Linked DNA regions of Mus musculus: regions 2 and 3 are each linked to region 1. The links are chromatin contacts, called in public HiChIP or PLAC-seq maps. All regions are on one chromosome and are shown on one strand. The core of a region is the stretch at or near the end of the contact, and the rest is flanking DNA. Distances in the headings are between cores, read along the strand shown. Region 1 overlaps Gm30382 (a long non-coding RNA gene). Region 2 overlaps Adgrl2 (adhesion G protein-coupled receptor L2). Region 3 overlaps Adgrl2 (adhesion G protein-coupled receptor L2).

Evidence for each region. HiChIP or PLAC-seq counts read pairs in DNA pulled down with a chosen protein or histone mark.
Region 2: a contact with region 1 is called in a FOXA1 HiChIP or PLAC-seq map of pancreatic cancer cells. The contact joins two enhancer-like sites. A contact is called at or near these places in 1 of 484 Hi-C or Micro-C datasets (liver) and 1 of 115 datasets of contacts at active chromatin or transcription factors (pancreatic cancer cells).
Region 3: an HNF4G HiChIP or PLAC-seq map of pancreatic cancer cells shows a contact between it and region 1. The contact joins two enhancer-like sites. A contact is called at or near these places in 2 of 484 Hi-C or Micro-C datasets (Sertoli cells and liver) and 2 of 115 datasets of contacts at active chromatin or transcription factors (epiblast stem cells and pancreatic cancer cells).

What each region holds. Positions count from the first base shown.
Region 1 is chr3:149,232,014-149,234,593 of GRCm38.p6, forward strand. The region is part of intron 2 of Gm30382 (a long non-coding RNA gene); the gene reads right to left. Among named protein-coding and RNA genes, the nearest start is that of Gm1653, 41 kb to the right of the region's middle. Within about 2 kb of position 1,283, at least 40 of the 459 cell types and tissues checked have an H3K27ac peak or open chromatin away from gene starts, as enhancers often do. A contact at or near this core is called in pancreatic cancer cells, where this site is marked.
Region 2 is chr3:148,899,538-148,902,117 of GRCm38.p6, forward strand. The region is part of intron 1 of Adgrl2 (adhesion G protein-coupled receptor L2); the gene reads right to left. Among named protein-coding and RNA genes, the nearest start is that of Adgrl2, 54 kb to the right of the region's middle. Within about 2 kb of position 1,279, at least 49 of the 459 cell types and tissues checked have an H3K27ac peak or open chromatin away from gene starts, as enhancers often do. A contact at or near this core is called in pancreatic cancer cells, where this site is marked.
Region 3 is chr3:148,917,239-148,919,818 of GRCm38.p6, forward strand. All of the region lies in intron 1 of Adgrl2 (adhesion G protein-coupled receptor L2), which reads right to left. Among named protein-coding and RNA genes, the nearest start is that of Adgrl2, 36 kb to the right of the region's middle. Within about 2 kb of position 1,308, at least 61 of the 459 cell types and tissues checked have an H3K27ac peak or open chromatin away from gene starts, as enhancers often do. A contact at or near this core is called in pancreatic cancer cells, where this site is marked.

The sequences.
Region 1 (2,580 bases), core at 33-2,532:
CTTTCTGTGGATCTACTCAGTTACTGGCTCTGTCATCCAGGCAACTATTTTCCACTATAAGATGCAGGGTTTGTGTGTTTATCTCATGAGGTTGTAAAAGGGTTAAATAAGATACTCTGCTTAATGGGTCCAATACTGCTATGTGCTTTTGATATACCACAACTTAGTGGTTTTAAGGTGAATTAAAAAAAAAAAAGAAAAGAAAGGAAGAGGAAAGGAAGGAAAGAAGGAAGGAAGGAAGGAAGGAAGGAAGGAAGGAAGGAAGGAAGGAAGGAAAGGAAGGAAGAAGGAATGGAGGAAGGAAAGAAAAAAGACAGACAGACAGACAGACAGACAGACAGACAGAAAGAAAGAAAAGAGAGGAAGGAAGAAAGGAAAAGAAAGAGAGAGGAAGAGAAAGAAAGAAGGAAAGAAAGAAAGGAAGGAAGGAAGAAGGAAAGAGGTCACACTCAGTGTGAGAGGGTGGGGAGCTCAGAGGACAATTTGCAGACCTAGGTTCCACCAACTGGGTCCTGAGAGCAACTTAGGTTGCCAGGCTCGGTGACAAGTATCTTGATAGCCACTACCATTCGTCTCAGCCAGCGCGCTGAGTGATTTGAAGCCGCTGACTGAGTTCCTCCTAACACAGTGCTCACCATTAGCAGTGATTTTATTTAATTAATTAATTTCAGCTTTTCGGTGGTTGGGAAAGCATACTATAGAATGATTCTCCTTTAACCTCCAGTTCAGTATCCAAAGACCAGCATGAGGCAGTCTGTACTCAAACTGGCCTTTATACTTACTTGCTTTTCCTCAACTGGAAGCTGGTGGAAATGTTCGGACCACGTCAGAGATGGGCTGTGCTAACTGTGACCTTCAGGAGACTGTTTGTTGTGCCTTGTCTTAAGATCTAGTGCATCCTAGACTAAAAAGAAGCATTTGAGAAATACCTAATTGAATCCAAGTCCACTGGACACCATTGGCAACACCCAAACGACAACACTTCTCAGAAAAACACAAGAGCCTTCTGAAGTGGGTTGTATCCTTTCTTCCTGCTACAGCTCATTATTGGCCCTAGTTTTAGTCTCTCCTCTGGGCCCTTCACCTCCGTCTTTTATACTAGAACACTTGGAGTTCTTGGTCAGCCTTTCTTCCAGATCTGCTCCAGCTGGCTTTCCTACCTTCACCTCAGCACTAACACAGCCCAGAGCTCACCGCCTCTATCCCCTTCCCACACTTCCTCACCACACTCAAGCTGTTCGTGCATCTGTCCTTGAATCCTTTCCTCCCACCAGCTCCAGGTTAACTCCCCCAAACAGCATTTCCTCCAAGCCTCTCTCTCAGCCTCTGCTTGTTCACTTACCTAAGAAAGCCCACAGCCCTCAGTCCAGTTTTTAAGGCTCTACATAAATCTCTTCCCACCTTTCCTAGAAACATTTAGATTTAATGCTTGGCTCTGTGCGCTCTCAGCTCTAGTCTGGAAAACTCACTCACAGTCCTCTTCTAGCCCATTTCTTAGGTTCTCTCCAGAGTTTGGCTTCTGCTGTGTTCCCATTGTCAGTACATCGTTCTATTTTTTCCATCGGTACAAATCCTGCCCGTCCTTCCAGATAGAGTTAGAAGCCCATTTTATTCACGGGATTTTCCTTCTGTATCAGCCAACAATGACAGACTTGTTCACTTAAATCCTGTCACAGATGTTTATTGAGTGCTTACTATAGACCAGGCAATATGGTAGGTGTTAGATTACCAGGAAGAATGGGGGTCAACTCTATTCTGAAGACTCTCAGCTCCCCACTTCCTAACTGCTGTAGTATTTACAAGATGACTCATTTTGGCTCTAGTTACATATTTCTGATTGCACCACCCCCCCCCCCCCGCCCCGTCTTCTTAATCTTTTCAGATGGCTCTAAAAATATCTTCCAGTGAGTGATTTATACATAATGGAAGTTTGTTTCTCATCGTGCAGGAGGCGGAGAAGCCCAAGGTCAAGGTGCCTGCAGATTCAATGTTTGGCAAGAGTTCCTTTTCTGTTTCCCAGAAGGCGTCTCCCTGCTTTGTTCATACAGAACACACACCTCCCTTCCCTTCTCAAAGGCACCAGGCCTTTTCACGCGGACCCGCATCCCAATTGATCTAGTCATTCCCCGAAAGTCTTACCTCTTAATATTGCCACACAGCAGGAGTTTCAACATATGGATTTTGAAAGGACAAACATTTGAACAAACATTTTCCGTGAAATGGGGTCATGGTAATGCCCAGTTCTTAGGAAATCAAGAAGTGTTATCTGAAGAAACTTGTAAGCTATGCCACCCCTGCTAGGTGCCAGGGATCAATTAGGAAACTTCTTTCTCCATAAGCTGGCATGTTAACAGTTGACTGAACTAATTTAAGACCACTAAAATCTACACTATTTGTTGCATGGGGGTCTACTATTTATAAAGCTAAAATCAGTACCTTTCTCTATACAATTTTTTTCTACCTTCACTGCTTTGGACTCATGGGTAAACACTTGGAGGATAATTAATGATCATCCACTATTAATGGAATAGGCTGTGATCTTCCTGGGCTGGTACAGGTACCACAGATACATCTTGAAGT
Region 2 (2,580 bases), core at 29-2,528, 330 kb before region 1:
CTATGTCCTTCAAAGCAGTGACGTCAGAAGGAAGAACACAGACTGAAACTGACTTCTGCATCTAGTCAGGCACACCCAGCCGAGCAGACTAAGCAGGGCTCCATCCTGTCCTGGGACTTCATCTACACAGAGGGCAGGTCTCCCAGATCAAAGAGAGTACACATCTGAAGGGTTACTTCACCTCCTGCTGTATTCACATAGAAACAATACTTTTACCAAAATTCCAGGGGGTGGGGGGGGGGGGTGGGGAACAAAGGCAGAAAGCTACTAATCGCGACCTCATTTTTTAAAAGGTGAATGTAAAAGGGTCCCCACCAGAGACAACAGTGGATTTCCAATGTAGGACTTTCACATCAATGAAGTTTTATTAGGCAGTAATAAACTCTCCAGGTGTGAAGCAGTCCCACCTAGCTCAGGGAAGGCAGCTCCAGGAAGCCAATTAATGCAGACTCCAGAGTCTGTGCTAACAACTCTGAAACTACATCGAAGCCACCCACACATTTCTCTGTGTCCTGGGCGAGGAACCCTAGGGTGACTGCAGGCAACCTCTGCTGACTCATACAAGGGGCCTAAAGGGGGACAGCTCAGGAGGCTCCTTCTAAGGAAAGGAATCCCCACGGAACCCCGCAGAGCCCTGCCTTTCCAGTTAGCCATGCCAACCGTTTGCCAACGAGAAAAGTCCATCCAAGTTCTTCCACAGAGGGCCTACTGCTTTTAACTTTCCATCACATACACTTTCTTTTGTTGTTATTAATTTTGTTGTTGCTGTTCCACGTGTTTATTTTGAGACAAGGTCTCCTGTATTCAAGGCTGCCCTCGAATCCACTCTGTAGCAGTCACTGCCCTTACACTTGCCATCTTCCTGCCTCCACCTCCCCAGTACTGGAATCACATGCTGACCAGCTTAGTCCTACAGTGCTTGTAAAAGATATACCTGTTTTCCTTAAAATCCCAAAGGAGTATCGAACTTAGAATTTTCCCTTTCAAACGGTGAATACAAGAATACTACTGAAGACATCAGAAAAGGGTTTTCTGCTAAAAGGAAGAAAAGTCCAACCGGACTCCAAGAGGAAGCCAGGAAAGTTCTTGTGTCCTCGCCTAAGAAAAACTAACTTTGGAGACCCAAAACATGTTGAAATGTTTCCTTTTATGTCCACAAAACAGTGTGGAAATTTTAATTGATTAGTTTAAGATACGAAGTCACTGGTGGCACAATCAGATGCAAGGACTGTGTTCTAAAGGATGGTAGGAACTTGTGAGGAAAACTAGCCAAACTAGTGACATAACTGAACCGCACATATAAGATGCTCCTGAGCAATGTCACTGCTGTGCTATTTGCTTACTGGTACTGCTGACCTAATCAAAACCTCCAAGATGCCCCAAAAAAGTAAAAGGAGAGGATCAGCAGGCCTCACTCCCTCCCTTCAGAATACAAAGGCAGGAAATGGCCACAAGGAAACACACTACTCTGTATGCAAACTTCAAAACAAAACAAAACAAAATAAGGACAACAATATTTTAAAATTTCACCTCAAGTAAAAACAAGCATTTCTTTACTGCTCAGTCACTTTTCCTGCTGTATTTGTGTCTGGCAGGCTCTGATGTCTTTCTTAGATCACTCTGGAATCAGTTTATTTTCACACCCTGTAAGAAGCCCACCCAGTGTACCGACCACTCTAAAATCCACCAGGCGACCCTAGCAACAGTCACACTGTAATTTAGGATGGAACGCTAGCCCATGATGGGACGCGGATATCATTTGTAAAATGACAGTATGGTGGCTTTGACACTTGAGTGAGTCTAGGCACCATCTCCCATGTCTTTGAGGTCTATCTACATTATGATGAAAAGATGAAGTTTTTAAAAAAAAACTGAAATTTTGTAAATCATTAATACCATAAATTGATTCTGTTATTACATAGTTATAAAAACCTTAAAAGAGCAACATGGGACTTCTCTACACAGTGAAAAAAGCAGTGAAAAAAGCAGTGTGTGTGTGTGTGAGAGAGAGAGAGAGAGAGAGAGAGAGAGAGAGAGAGAGAGAGACAGAGAGAGAGAGAGACAGAGACAGAGAGAAACAGAGAGCTGTCAAGTGCATCTATCAAGAAGGAAGAGGCAGCCTAGAGTCAGATCCAGTGGAAGAGTTCCTTTCCCAACACAGAGAGTGTCAGCTTCTAGCCTCAGAGATTCTAACATATTGCAAGAAAATACAGGAAAAACAGTTTAGGCAGTGTTTCCATGCCTTGGTAAAGTCCTTTGCACAGCTCTCCCTGGACCTCAAATGTTTATTTTCCTTCATAACCTAGAATACTTTTAATTTTATCCTTATAAAGTGGACAGTCGGAATTAAAAAGATCCTTGGCTATTAAAAATACGTGTAAAAACAGAAATTAAGCGTCACAAAAACAATCAACTCTTTTAGGGCTCTCATGGGCTCACAGAGACTGAGGGGACAATCCTGGAACCACTGGGGTCTGCCCCAGGTCCTCAGCATGCCTGTTCTAGTTGTGGCTCTTAGCCTGGCCTTTTCTCTGGGACTCCCAACAGTGGGAGTGGCCGTGTGTCTGGCTCCCTCCCTGC
Region 3 (2,580 bases), core at 58-2,557, 310 kb before region 1:
GCTAAGCAGATCAGAGTCACCAGCAGCAGGGAACCATCTCCAGGTCAGTGTTCTTTCCTTCATTCAGGCACTGTGTGTAGCACTGTGAAAGTAGGTGATCTGGTTTTAAATAACCCGCACATAGGATTATTATGACAAGTGCTAAAGAAGTCTTGCTTGGATGTTTTACCAACCATTTTTTTTAAGTGTTGGATGAGTTGTCACTACGATTTTTATTTTTCAACATGGGAACCTGTTTATACCACTCTGTGTTTCATGGGCACACTGATATTCAACAAATTCAGGAGATGTGCCCTGGGGTAGCCTGAAGTCTACTTCAACTATGTGACGATTGAAAGATGCAACCATTCTGGGTAAAGGAGTGTTCTGGGCGGGGAGAAAAAATATCTTTAAATTCCTTTGTTATAAACTGGGTTTAGGGGAAAAAAAAAAAAAAAAAAAAAAAAAAAAAACCAACTTCAGGCTAATGATCTTCCATTTTGTGTACAAAACAGACGGGACAGTCCAGAATCCTTGACTCTTAGAAAGACAGGAAGTACGCCTGTGTGAAAAACAATCCGATGAACAGAGAGGAGACAGCCAAAGACTAGAAAATACTGAAATAGATCACTCAGTGAGAAACACCCCAGACCCCTCGTTCAAAGGGAACACGGAAGGACTCTGACCAGACAGTGTAGAAACCAGAAAAAGTATCATTTCCACCTTCCAGCTGAGAAGCCGAGAGCAGCATCTTTAAGTAATTTAAGCGTGCTCTAGCCTATGAGAACTGGCTATGACATCCATGGGTCATAACTTCCTTTCTGCATCAGTTGCCACAAGAAGGAACCTCCCTCCAGTTATTTAGCAATCTACTCGGTTCATCTCAGCAGCCACACCTGAAGGCTCTTCTGGCTCTGACCTGACTAACTCACCCTGAGGTAAATGGAGCTTCCGTAAACCTTAGCAAGGCTTCAAGAGCTGTCGCACCCACATGATGAATGTTCTAAATGGGAAATAGTCTAAGGGACTGACCAAGCATTCAAACTTCAGTAGCAGGTATTTTTAACTTTCAACTACATGGACTCTAGTTTCTTTCAACATTGCTCAAGAGCATCCTCACATATTATTCCCGGGTTTGTTTAATAATGGCTGTATTCTACCCACAGTTCAGTTTCTCCAGATTATTTCCCAAATACACTGACTGAGACGAAGTGTTGTGAACTGTCTAGGATCCCGGATCAACCCAGGACAGGGGCTTCCTGTGAGGGAAGCACTGTGAGGAACTGTTTAGCCCTCTAGCAGTGGCTCTGAGCCTTCCTAGCGCTGTGCCCTTTAATACACTTCCTCCTGTTGCAGTGACCACAACCATCAAATGATTTTCGCTCTTCCCTGATAACTATAACTTGCTACTGTTATGAGTCATAATGTAAATATGTGTTTTGGTAGTCTTAAGCAACCCTGTGATGGGGCCATCTGACCACCAAAGGGACAGAGACACACAGGATGAAAACTGCTACTGTAGACATGTCTGTGGGGCGAAAGGTGCTGACTAGGTGAAAGGTTAAAGAGAAAATGAGCTAAGCACTAGGCCCCTCTGCTCTCTTCTTCCTCTCTGCGCGTGTGTTTTGGGGGGGGGGGGTTGAGGGGAGGGCGGTGACCAGTTCCATGTGCCTACTGCCTTGACTCCAGGCTGGGCTGGACTTTTAAAAAGTGAGACAGAACAAAGTCTTCCTCCTATGAGTTGTTGGTATCCTGGGTTTTTTTTTTGTTTGTTTGTTTGTATATTTGTTTTTCCAAACAAAAAGAAAAGAAACTGTGGCATATATCCCCAAGTTTCTCATCTGTAAGTTCAGCTCCCATTCATTCACTGTTCTTCCCAGTCTGGTCCAGCTTGGCGGTTTCCAAGTCAATCTATTATCTCAGTGGCAAGCGCTGCTGGAGACCAGAGTGTGACGTCAACGGAGACAAGTATGCTTAGCCTTCATTTCACTGTGAGTTTGATAGAGCTGCCTGAGAATGCATCTAAGGTCCTTTTAGATGGTCTTGGGGGAAGTATTGCATCTTCTTGAGAATTGTGCATATATGTTGAAAAGGCCTGCTAACTTTCCATCTAAAGTAACTGAACAAGAGAGCAGTGGACAAACATGAGTCTAGTGCACAATAGGTACCTGTTTAAGATGAAAGCGGAAACCCATAAAGCATATAGCCGGGTATTTATTTCATGTTTCCCATGATGCCGCTCACTCTAGCTTCCAGGCTCTTTGCTGGCATTGAGCTATCTTTCTGTTATAAAATAGTAGAAAAGAACAAGCTGGTAATTTAAAAAGATACATTACAGCAACTCTCTCTGGCACCATACAATTTTAATCCCTCTTTTGAAGACAAACTGGTTGGAAAGTGACCGCTTCCTCTCTGTCCCTATTGTCACGGCAAAGTAAAGGAGAAAGGTCCTCCTCTGGCTGCCAGGGGAGCCATTTGGCCTAAGAATTCCAATGGCCGAAGAGAAGTGACAGAGTGATCCCTATGGTGTAAAAATATCATTTTCCTTACTTATTCGCAACTATAAATTGCAAGAGAAATTAATGCATTTTCTATTTGGTG